2 separate regions of the Pan troglodytes genome follow, and region 2 is linked to region 1. Evidence: chromatin contacts called from public Hi-C data. All regions are on one chromosome and are shown on one strand. Each heading gives the region's core, a stretch centred on a gene start, on an enhancer-like site or on the middle of the called end of the contact. The rest is flanking DNA. Distances are from core to core; before and after follow the strand shown. Region 1 holds the start of NEURL3 (neuralized E3 ubiquitin protein ligase 3). Region 2 has its middle 73 kb from the start of NCAPH.

The links. Hi-C and Micro-C count contacts between places; a contact is called where the count stands out from the background.
Region 2: a contact with region 1 is called in a Hi-C map of stem cell-derived neural progenitor cells, with 2.4 times the contacts expected there. The contact joins the enhancer-like site here to the promoter of NEURL3 in region 1. A contact is called at or near these places in 2 of 7 Hi-C or Micro-C datasets (blood and stem cell-derived neural progenitor cells).

The regions. Positions count from the first base shown.
Region 1 is chr12:26,561,414-26,566,394 of NHGRI_mPanTro3-v2.0_pri, reverse strand. NEURL3 (neuralized E3 ubiquitin protein ligase 3) reads right to left here and starts at 2,953. Exons shown (of 4, transcript XM_016948975.4): 1 at 2,442-2,953. The coding sequence starts at 2,517.
Region 2 is chr12:26,660,552-26,665,532 of NHGRI_mPanTro3-v2.0_pri, reverse strand. No RefSeq gene overlaps it. Among named protein-coding and RNA genes, the nearest start is that of NCAPH, 73 kb to the left of the region's middle. Within about 2 kb of position 2,087, at least 10 of the 24 cell types and tissues checked have an H3K27ac peak or open chromatin away from gene starts, as enhancers often do. A contact at or near this core is called in stem cell-derived neural progenitor cells, where this site is marked.

The DNA of each region.
Region 1 (4,981 bases), core at 1,704-4,203:
GTATGTATGGCATCTTATCAGGGAAGTCAACTCTGAGCCTCAGACTGTCTGGAAAATTACCTGGCAAGCTATGGCCCTCAGGCCACCCAAAGCCAGCAGGCTGGGGTGGTATAGTTGCATCAGTGGGACCTTGGGCCATGAGGCAGCTGGGGGGCAGAGGAGGTCATTCTGAGGAGCTAAAGCCTGCCTAAAGCCTCCCATCCAGGGTACAGGCATACCCGCCACACACTCTGTGTTTGTTTATTGAACAAACTGCCAGGGTTCAGGACATGCCACCCCAAAATATGGCACTTTGGCATTTAAGAAAACAGCAGAAGCAGGAAGGCCTCGCTCACCTTCCCTTTGCCCGAATCCCCTGAAGTAGGGCCATGAGGCCATAAGACCCATCCTTACCTCTGAAGACACAGGGACAGAGAGAAGAATCTGAACAGGCTGGCCGACTCTCCCCGGTTTATTACCCCTTCCCCTTTAGCCAATCACTTCTCCACGATGCCCACTCTTCATGAAACCAACACATAAAAATACATGTCCCCATTTCTTTGGGTCTTCATTTCCAAAGGCCCCTGTGTCATGTAAAATTTACATGAAATAAATTTGTGTGCTTTTCTCTTGTTGACCTGTCTTTTGTTATAGGTGTCCTAGCCATGAACCGAGCAATGGGTGGGGAAAGATTTTACTTTTGTACTTTTCCTCCCCTGCAGAATGCTACCGTTTTTGTTGTTGTTGTTGTTGTTGTTGTTGTTGTTGTTGTTTTTGAGACGGAGTCTCGCTCTGTGGCCCAGACTGGAGTGCAGTGGCACGATCTCGGCTCACTGCAACCTCTGCCTCCCAGGTTCAAGCAACTCTCCTGCCTCAGCCTCCCAAGTAGCTGGGACTGTGGCGCTCTCCATGACGCCCAGTTAATTTTTGTATTTTTAGTAGAGATGAGGTTTCACCATGTTGGCCAGGATGGTCTCCATCTACTGACCTCGTGATCCACCCGCCTCGGCCTCCCAAAGTGCTGGGATTACAGGCGTGAGCCACCGCTCCTGGCCCGGAATGCTACCGTTCTAAGTCCAGAACTTACCTGATAGTCCTCATGGCAACTCCTCAAAAAGGTCCTGTTTATTGTAATCATTTCCATTATACACGTGGGGAAACTGAGGCACACGACAGTTACGCAGCTTGTTCAGCTCACTAGGCATGACGTGACAGGCTGGGACTGGCCCAGGTATCGTGGCTGGAGACCGTCTGCCTTGCGCCCCTCCACGGCCACTCGCCGCGGAGACTCCGCCCCTTGGAAGTGCCCCCTAATTAGGAATATCTCCTCCACTGGACTGCGCGGGCACAGAGCAGGAGATTTGTAGATAGGCCTAACTGGCTGCTGAGTGTCAGGTGGAGGCTGCCCCGCAGTAGATGTCACCCGCCAGCCCCGCTGCAAACCTTTGCTTTGAGACGGGCGGGCCCGTGCCCTCGAGCGCGGGGCGGTCTCCGCTGTGCCGAGACTGAGGCGGCCCCTGCTGGCGGCGGTCAGTACTGCAGGAGGCGCCGAGGGCCCGGGAGCCCCCAAAGCCGGGAGGGGCGCCCCAGAGGGAGGTGAGCGGCGCCGAGGCTCACTATACCGCAGCTCCCACACACCCGTCTCCCAGGGTGGGTGGTAGCCTCACTGGGACCCCTCTGTTGCAGTCGGCCTCTCTTGCCCAGAGCTCCATCACTACACATGTCTTCACGCAGGTTATCTCTCAAGACTCAACCCGCGCTCCGGGAAGAGCCTGACACACGAGGAAGCCACTGCTGCCCCGCGCCCACTCCAGCGTGCGGCCCAGCGGGACCGGGAGCCCAGCCCAACCTGGGGCACTGTCAGGCAGCCCGGTCCCTCGTGGTCCCTGCCATTAAGGCCCAGGGACGCCTACCTATGACACTTGCCAGCCCTCATCCGTTCCCCGCCGGGCCAAAATCTCAGAGGGCAGGGGCTGCCCTGCCTAGAAACCAGCCCCAGAACATCAGGGCCGCGGGCGCTGTGGGCGGTCGGCCAGGGCGCGCAGGGGCCAAACAGGGCAGCGTTGGGAGCTTTTGCACAAGGCACCCCTCTGCCAGCCTCATGGCCCAGCCATGCCACCCCCGTGAACCAAGTGTGCTGGCCCACAGCAGCGCTCTGCACAACAGCCCCAGCCTGGAAACAAGCGAATGTCCACTGCTGTCCACCTCACCCTCAGCTGGGGGAGCTGAGCTGCTCAGATCCCCGGGAATGCAGGGCCCATTCCCCGGAGGCCAAGGCCAGTGTCCCACGCACACCCAGTCCAGGCCTATGCTTCCCCGGGTCTGCCGCCTAAGCAGCCCTGTCCCTGATCTCTGTCTCAGAGGCTGCTCCCGGCCCAGCTTCCCACAACCATCAGCAGGACCTAAACTGCCACATATGCGCGCCATGGAATACTGTGCCAATGACAACAAATTACTGCTACCTGCAACGACGTGGATAAACCTCACAGCCGTGAGGCTGATGTAAGGGAAGACCCAAAGAGCACCGCGTGCTGCCATTCATAGGAAGTTCAGGCAAAACCCATCCGTGGTGTTCGAAGCAGGACAAGGCTGCCTTTGGGAGGTAGTGATCGGCAGGGACACGGGAAGCCTCTGGGGAGCTGGAAACGTCCTGCACCTTGATCGTGGTCACACAGGTGTGTAGATGTACAAAAAAACCCTTCCAATCGGACCCTCAAATCATACATAAATTGCGTCTTCGTGTTATGTTGGCTAAGCCCTTCCAGCCCTAACAATGTCGTTCTGGCGGAGCTGGTGAGTCAGGAAGCATCCACGCCGCCTGGGAAGACCGGCTCTGGAGGCTGGAGGGCTTGACCAGCACTGCCACCCGGTGGCCGGCAGCGGAACTGACCACAGGCCTGGTGCCCTGGAGAGAATGGGCCACAAACGCTCCGCCAGGACTGCAACTGTGTCCTAGGCGCCGCCCTCAGCCACCAAGTCGGCCTGCCTCTCGAGCACCCAACAACTCCAACAAGCCCTCTGGACCAATAGCTGCAGCCCCCACGGGGCCTTGGGGGTGGGAGGGAGGAGAGGGAGGCCAGCCTGTAGCACAGTACCAGCCCAGAGTTATTAACAGGTCTGTGCTGTCACTTCCGCTCTGCTGCGGTCCTCCTGGGTCCTGATTCTGCCGGGCGCCTCCACAGCCTTCCTCCCTCCTGGTTCTCCCCGCCAGCAGCCAGCACGGGAGCGCCCACTGGGCATGAATGGGGAGCCTGCCAGAGAGGGGAGCTGGGGGAGAGAGGCACAGCTTCCAGGCCTGGCGTGGCTGCTCATGCCTGTGCGTGAGGGAAGGGTCAAGGGAAAGGTGTGCCCTCTCTTCTTTTGGTTTCTTGTTTTCCTTTTTCCCGTGCCCCCTCACCCCATACACAACTGTCAGGGTGTCTGTCCTGGAAAGACACCTGGTACCTGCCCTGGTGGTGCCTGCCCTGTGTGGGGTGTGTGTATGCGTGTGCATGCGTGTGTGCATGCATGTGTGTTCAACAGGAATTGATTTAGTGCCTGCTATGTGCCAAGCACTGTCCCAGTTCTGGGTAACCAGAGATTGAAGGAAACCCAATCCTCATCCTTCAGCCACTTTGTGCATGCCCTGGAATTTAGGTAAGTGCTACAAGAGGGCCAAACTGAGGGCTGGGAAAACCAGCGGTGTCGAGGGGTTGTTATGCCCAGGGAATGGGTGAAGGTTTTGTGGAAGAAGAGTTATTAAAATTGTGCCCTGAAAGGTAAATAGGATTTCAACAGCCAGGAAAGGAATGAAAGGCATTTCAGGGAGAAGGAATACACACACAAAAGCATAGGAACGGAGACATGATCTGTGCTGTATGGTTGTATCAGGTAGGATTAGGATTGCTTGCATGCAAGAGAATGTCCAAAAGGACAGTGGCTTGAGCAAGGCATGTTCATTTCTTTTTCACATAAAATAAGCTGAAGACAGGCAGTCCAGCTAGTCATGACACCTCTGCAGCCACAGGGGACCCAGGCTTTCTCCGCTGTTCAGCTCCACCATTCTAGCACTGGCCTCAAGGTCACGTCATGTACCAAAAGTGCTGCTGGAACTCCAGCCAGTACATCAGAGCTCCAAGCATCAGGGAAGAGAAAGACTCAAATGGGCACTCCTCTAAGCTAAGCCAAGCCAGCTTGCAATTAAGCTGATTTACTGGAGGGCCTATGTAACGTTTTCATTTATAGCTCATTGGCCAGAAGCTTGTCACATGGCCACAGCTAGCTGCAAGGGAAACTGAGAAATGTAGTCTTTATCGGGAAGAGCAGCTAAAAATTGGGGTCTGTCACTAAGGAAGAAGGAGAAACTGGATGTTGGTGGGAAGCCAGCACTGCCTAGCCCAGGGTAGAGTGGAGCAGTGGTCCTTCAACTTGTGAGGAGGGGGGCAGGAAGGCAGCCTGATCACAGGGGCCGTGCCGTGGAGGGGCTGGACTCTTCCGTAGCAAATAGGGGATTGCTGAAAGATTCTCAGCAGGAGCCAAGGGTTGAGGAACCTGGAACTGTTGGGCAGAAAATGGAAGCATGCAAGGAGGGGAAGGGAACTGTGAGAAGTTAATAAGGGCACGAGGCAGGGAAGGGCACCCCAGGAGAGCCAAGGCTAAGCCTGGCAACAGTGGGAGGTGATGCCAGGGCCCCGGGGAGGGACACAGATCTACTGAGGGTAGTCTGGGAGGAACACAGTACTAGCAGATAGCTGTGTCTGAGGCAGCTGTTAACCATCAAGTCAGGTGGCTCAAAGGCAACTGAGAATCCAAGTGGAAGCTCAGGTGAGATGACAGCACTGGGAACATAGATGGAGCGATCAGTCATACAGTGGTGGATGGGATCAGCCAGGCAGGGATCCAGTCGTTCAGCTGGAGGACTCTGATGGATCTTTCGGAGTTACTGGGGAAGAACAATGGAGTGACCAACTGCATAAATTTTGAAGCCAGAGCTGGGTTCAAATCCAGACTTTAATAGCCATAA
Region 2 (4,981 bases), core at 838-3,337, 100 kb before region 1:
GCATGGGAGGTGGGGCCAGGCTGTATGCTGAGGATGGCTGAGGGGGAAGGACTCTTTTCTCGCTCCTGTTTTTTTAAAATTGTACATCAATATTTTATAATTGTATAAATTGTTGGAGTACAAAGCGATGTTATGATTTATGATTCTTTTTTTAGAGAGTGGGGGTCTTGCTCGGTTACCCAGGCTGGATTTCAGTGCCATAATCATAGCTCACTGCAGCCTCAAACTCCTGGCCTTAAGCGATCCTCTTGCCTTGCCTCTCAAGTAGGGGGGAGTATAGGCATGTGCCACCACATCTCTACACATTTTTTCGTAGAGATAGGGTCTTACTATATTGCCCAGGCTGGCCTCCAACTTCTGGCTTCAAGTGATCCTCCCGCTTCAGCCTCCCAGAGTGCTGGGATTACAGGCACGAGCCTCTGTGCCCATCCATGATTTATGATTCTTGATGGTACCAGATCGAGCTACTAAAGTAGCTGACCCGGAGTTGCCTTGCCTTGGGGCTGCCTGTGATGTGGGATGACAAAGCCTCCTTATTTAGGTCATTGGAATTAGGTTTCCTGTTGCTCATGGCTGCAAACATCCTAACAGATATGTGAGGAGACCACCTCCAGCTCACCAAATCCACCCCCTCTCCTTTCTTCTCAATAATCAGTGAAATTTGCTATTTCGTGCGCGCTGTGTTCCCTACTGCCGCTTGCTCCTGCTCAGGTGGGGTGAGCCTCCTCCCAGCCAATTACTGGAAATTTCTGCCAAGGGGCATCTTGGAGCCTCTCTCACCCCCGTTCTCACCAAATACAGGCACTTCCTCTGAGAGGACGGCAGAGGGCGCAGATTTAGCTTCTGTCCTGCGAATGAAGCACGCAGTACAAGGTTCCAAACTGCAAGTCAACAGCAAGCACGAAGCAGCCACACTGGAAATGGGGTGCCTCCATCGCCTGGGGCTGTGGGCTGCCATCCTCTGCCAAGCGGATGCTCTGCCACCAGCTCCACTGACATGGGCAAGCCACTTCCTGTCGCCCTGGCCCCCAGCTCCTCATGCGTAAACATGGGGGTTGAATGGGCCTCTTCCAACTAGCTGGGTTTCATCTGTTGGCTGAAAACAATGGTCCCAGTGTGCCAGCCAAAAGCAAGCCTTTCACGCCCAGACTCAGCCTCAGGGACTGCAGGGGCCAGCTCCCCCAGAGTGGCCCGGGGACAATGATGTCAAATCTGTGACATCAACACCCACACAGAAAGGATCCAGTCCTTTCAGCCTCTCAGACTCTCTCAAACTGTAATGAAATGGGTGGGGTTTTTTTTGTTTTGTTTTATTTTTGTTTGTTTGAGACAGAGTCTTGCTCCATTGTCCAGGCTGGAGAGCAATGGCACGACCTCGGCTCACTGCAACCTCCGCCTTTCGGGTTCAAACGATTATCTTGCCTGAACCTCCTGAGTAGCTGGGATTACAGGCTCCTGCAACCTTGACTGGCTAGTTTTTGTATGTTAGCCAGGCTGGTCTCAAACTCCTGACCTCAAGTGATCCTCCTGCCTCGGCCTCCCAAAGTGCTGGGATTACAGATGTGAGCCACTGTGCCTGGCCCGAAATGGTTATTTGAAAGGATACAAGGAGTGGCGTAATCACAGAACCAGACCAAACTGAGCCTACTCTGTTGATAAGAGAATGTCAAGTTACCTTGTAGGTATAACCAAGCCAAAACTGCGAGTCATGTAGTCCAGGCACAACAGAAAAAGCTTTGACCTCTAACAACACCGGAACCAATGATTTCTTCCTGCAGAGCCAACAGGACTGGGACATGACCAGAACCTGAACACTGGAACCCTTTCAAAAGGAAGGAGTCTATGGGCCTGGAAGATCTGGGGCTAAAATCTGCCTCATCATACCTTACCATAAATGGTTAAATTTGAAGCCCTCCAATCAGACCCTGCCAAGCCAACATTCCTAAATACTTTCCCTTGCCCTCTGACCCCTTAAAACGTGTCCCACACCCCAAATTGGAGAGAGAAGTTTGAGCTGTGCCTCCTGTCTCCTTGCTGGTCTGCCTCACAATGAAGCTTTTCTTTTCTCAAAGCTGGAGCAGCAGTGTTGGCTTCTGTGCAGTCAGGCAGCAAGCCCATTTGCTCGGTAATAGCTGGAGTGAGAGTACTGAGACAGTAGAGATAAGACTTGGCTTCAGCTCAACCCCACTACAGCATTCCCACGGATCACAAAACCCACACCACTACCCCACGATGCCATGATGTTTAACCATGCCGCTTACTTAAAGAACTCTGGCCAGGCGCAGTGGCTCACATGTGTAATCCTAGCATTTTGAGAGGCGAGGCAGGCAGATCGCTTGAGTCCGTAAGTTTTAGACCTGCTTGGGCAACATGACAAAACCCTGTCTCTCCAAAAAAATACAAAAATTAGCTGAGCATAGTGACAAACACGTGTAGTCCCAGCTACTCAGGAGTCTGAGGTGGGAGGATCACTTGAGCCCAGGGAGGTCAAGTCTGCAGTGAGTCATGATGGTGCCATTGTACTCCGGCCTGGCAACACAGCAAGACCCTGTCTCAAAAAAAAGAAAAAAAAAATTCCAGGAACTGGCCTGAGGAGATAACCAAGGTTGCACAGTGTCGCATCCCAGGAAGGAATTCTGAACAATTGATTTAAAGCTTTGTTGCTACCAGCCAGACCACCAGGTGGCCCGTTATTATTAATGGGTCATGGTTATCCTGACCATGAAAACCATGGCAATCAAATATGCTGACCTGCACACCCTACCCCTTATGAGGTCTGCCCGGGTCAGCCTGCTCGCCCTACCCCTGATATTAGTTCCTATGCTTTGTCTAATAAAAAAATCTCTACCAGCTCTTTTTGGAGAGTCAGTCAGGAAATTCTCTCTCTCTCTCCCTCTCTCTCTCTCTCTGTCTCTCTCTCTCTTTGTCTCTCTCTCTTTCTGTCGCTCTCTCTGCCTTTCTCTCACTGTCTTTCTGTCTCTCTCTGTCTCTGTCCTTCTGTCTCTTTCTCTGTCTCTCTCTGTCTTTTTCTCTGTCTCTGTCTCTCTCTGTCTCTCACTCTCTCTCTGTCTCTCTGTCACTCTCTCTCTCTGTCTCTCTATCACTCTCTCTCTCTCTCTCTTCTCTCTAGTGCTGCCTCCCTTATGTCCAGGCATAAGCTCTAATGAAGCCTGGTCTGAGAAAACTCTTTTGGCCTCATGTCAATTTCTTTTACATCGAGAGCCAACAACCTGTGGTGGGTAATTGTCCCTTCTCTAATTACTTGCCCAGCACCTACCAAGCAGGCCCTGTCAGCGGGAGTCCTGCCTGCACTCCTCCCCGGGGCGGATGCTCTCCGCTTGGCTAGCCCAGACAGGTGCCCTTGGGGCTCCCCGCCAGGCAGGCACTGACCTCCCGCGGTCCAGCCGCCTCCTGCTCTCAGGGATGCCCCAGCCGGATCTCAGCCCAGCAATCCCGGGTCTCCGGCCTGCCGCTCCACCCTGGGCTGCCTCCCACCGCCTGGCTTGCTCCTGATTGTTAACACATGACATTGACAGGGACTGTCTCTGTTATGGGTTGAATGTTTGTGTTCCCCCAAAGGAAACGAGAATATTTCACCCCAAAATATACCTCTTTGGCTTATTTTGAGATGGCTATTCAGAGAGGCTGCAAACAGAAGAAGGACTTTGAAAAGCTGCCTTTCGTGAGGGAGAGTTGCACCTGGAGAGAAAATCTATGTTAGTGAAATCAATGCCCAGGCTTTCCCTGAGGACCCTGTAAGCAAGTGGGGTGCAGGGGTGAGGGGGTTGGGGGATCTCAAAGGATTATAGGAATTTAATCAACTTAAGCAATCAGCCTGTTTTGGGTTTTTTTGTTTTGTTTTGTTTTTTGTTTTTTTTTGAGACAGAGTCTCGCTCTTTCACTCAGGCTGGAGTGCCAGGCTGGAGTGTGATCTCGGTTCACTGCGAACTCCACCTCCCTGGTTCAAGGAATTCTCCTGCCTCAGCCTCCCGAGTAGCTGGGACTACAGGCTTGTGCTACCACGCCCAGCTAATTTTTGTATTTTTAGTAGAGACAGGGTTTCGCCATGTTGACCAGCCTGGTCTTGAACTCCTGACCTCAGGTGATCCACCCACCTTGGCCTCCCAAAGTGCTAGATTACAGGCTTGAACCACCGCGCCCAGCCTATCAGCCTGTTTTACAGCCTCCTGCCCTGCAGCCTGTTTCTTCCAAGCCCTGTTTAGAATGCAGTCACCCACTTGGTTCAAACCAGCTCCCAACAGACCCTAGCAACTTACAGATGAACCCAAGTGACCTTTCTTGTTACCATGCTAAAGTCTCCACCCCAGGAAGGGCTGCAGCTCAGCTCCATCACCATCACATGCGACCTATGTGCTGGCATGAGGATCACTGCGTCTGCACCTCTGGGACCCCTCCTCCACATGCAAAGACACATCCTCTCCCCCTCCATCGCCCCATGAAACCCTCCTGTCACTTTCCCTCAGGGGACACTGCCTTGGAGAATACTCCCAGGGTTCTCCCTACTTGGGCCAGGTAATAAAACTTTTATTGATCAAAACCTGCATCCTCATGGAGAGTCATTTGTTACTCACCAGGCAAACAAACCCAGTTTTGGGGGTAATGCCTCCCTTATCTGAATCTAGGAAAGATTAACTCAGGAAAATAAACACTGAAGTCTGACACTTTTAAAGGTCTCAGAGAGAATCTTTTACCAAAGGCCACCATCTATTCTTTCTGAGGGCAGCTCTGAGTTTACCTGGGATATTTTCTTTGTTTTTTTTTTTTTTTCTCTTTTTCGGGACAGGGTCTTGCTGTGTTGCTCAGGCTGGAGGGCAGTAGTGCCATGAGAGCTCACTGCAGCCTCAAACTCCCAGGCTCTAAAGATCCTCCCACCTTAGCCTCCTGAGTAGCTGGGACTACAGGTGCACACCACCATGCCCAGCTAATTTTTAAAAACTATTTTCAGAGATGGTATCTCGCT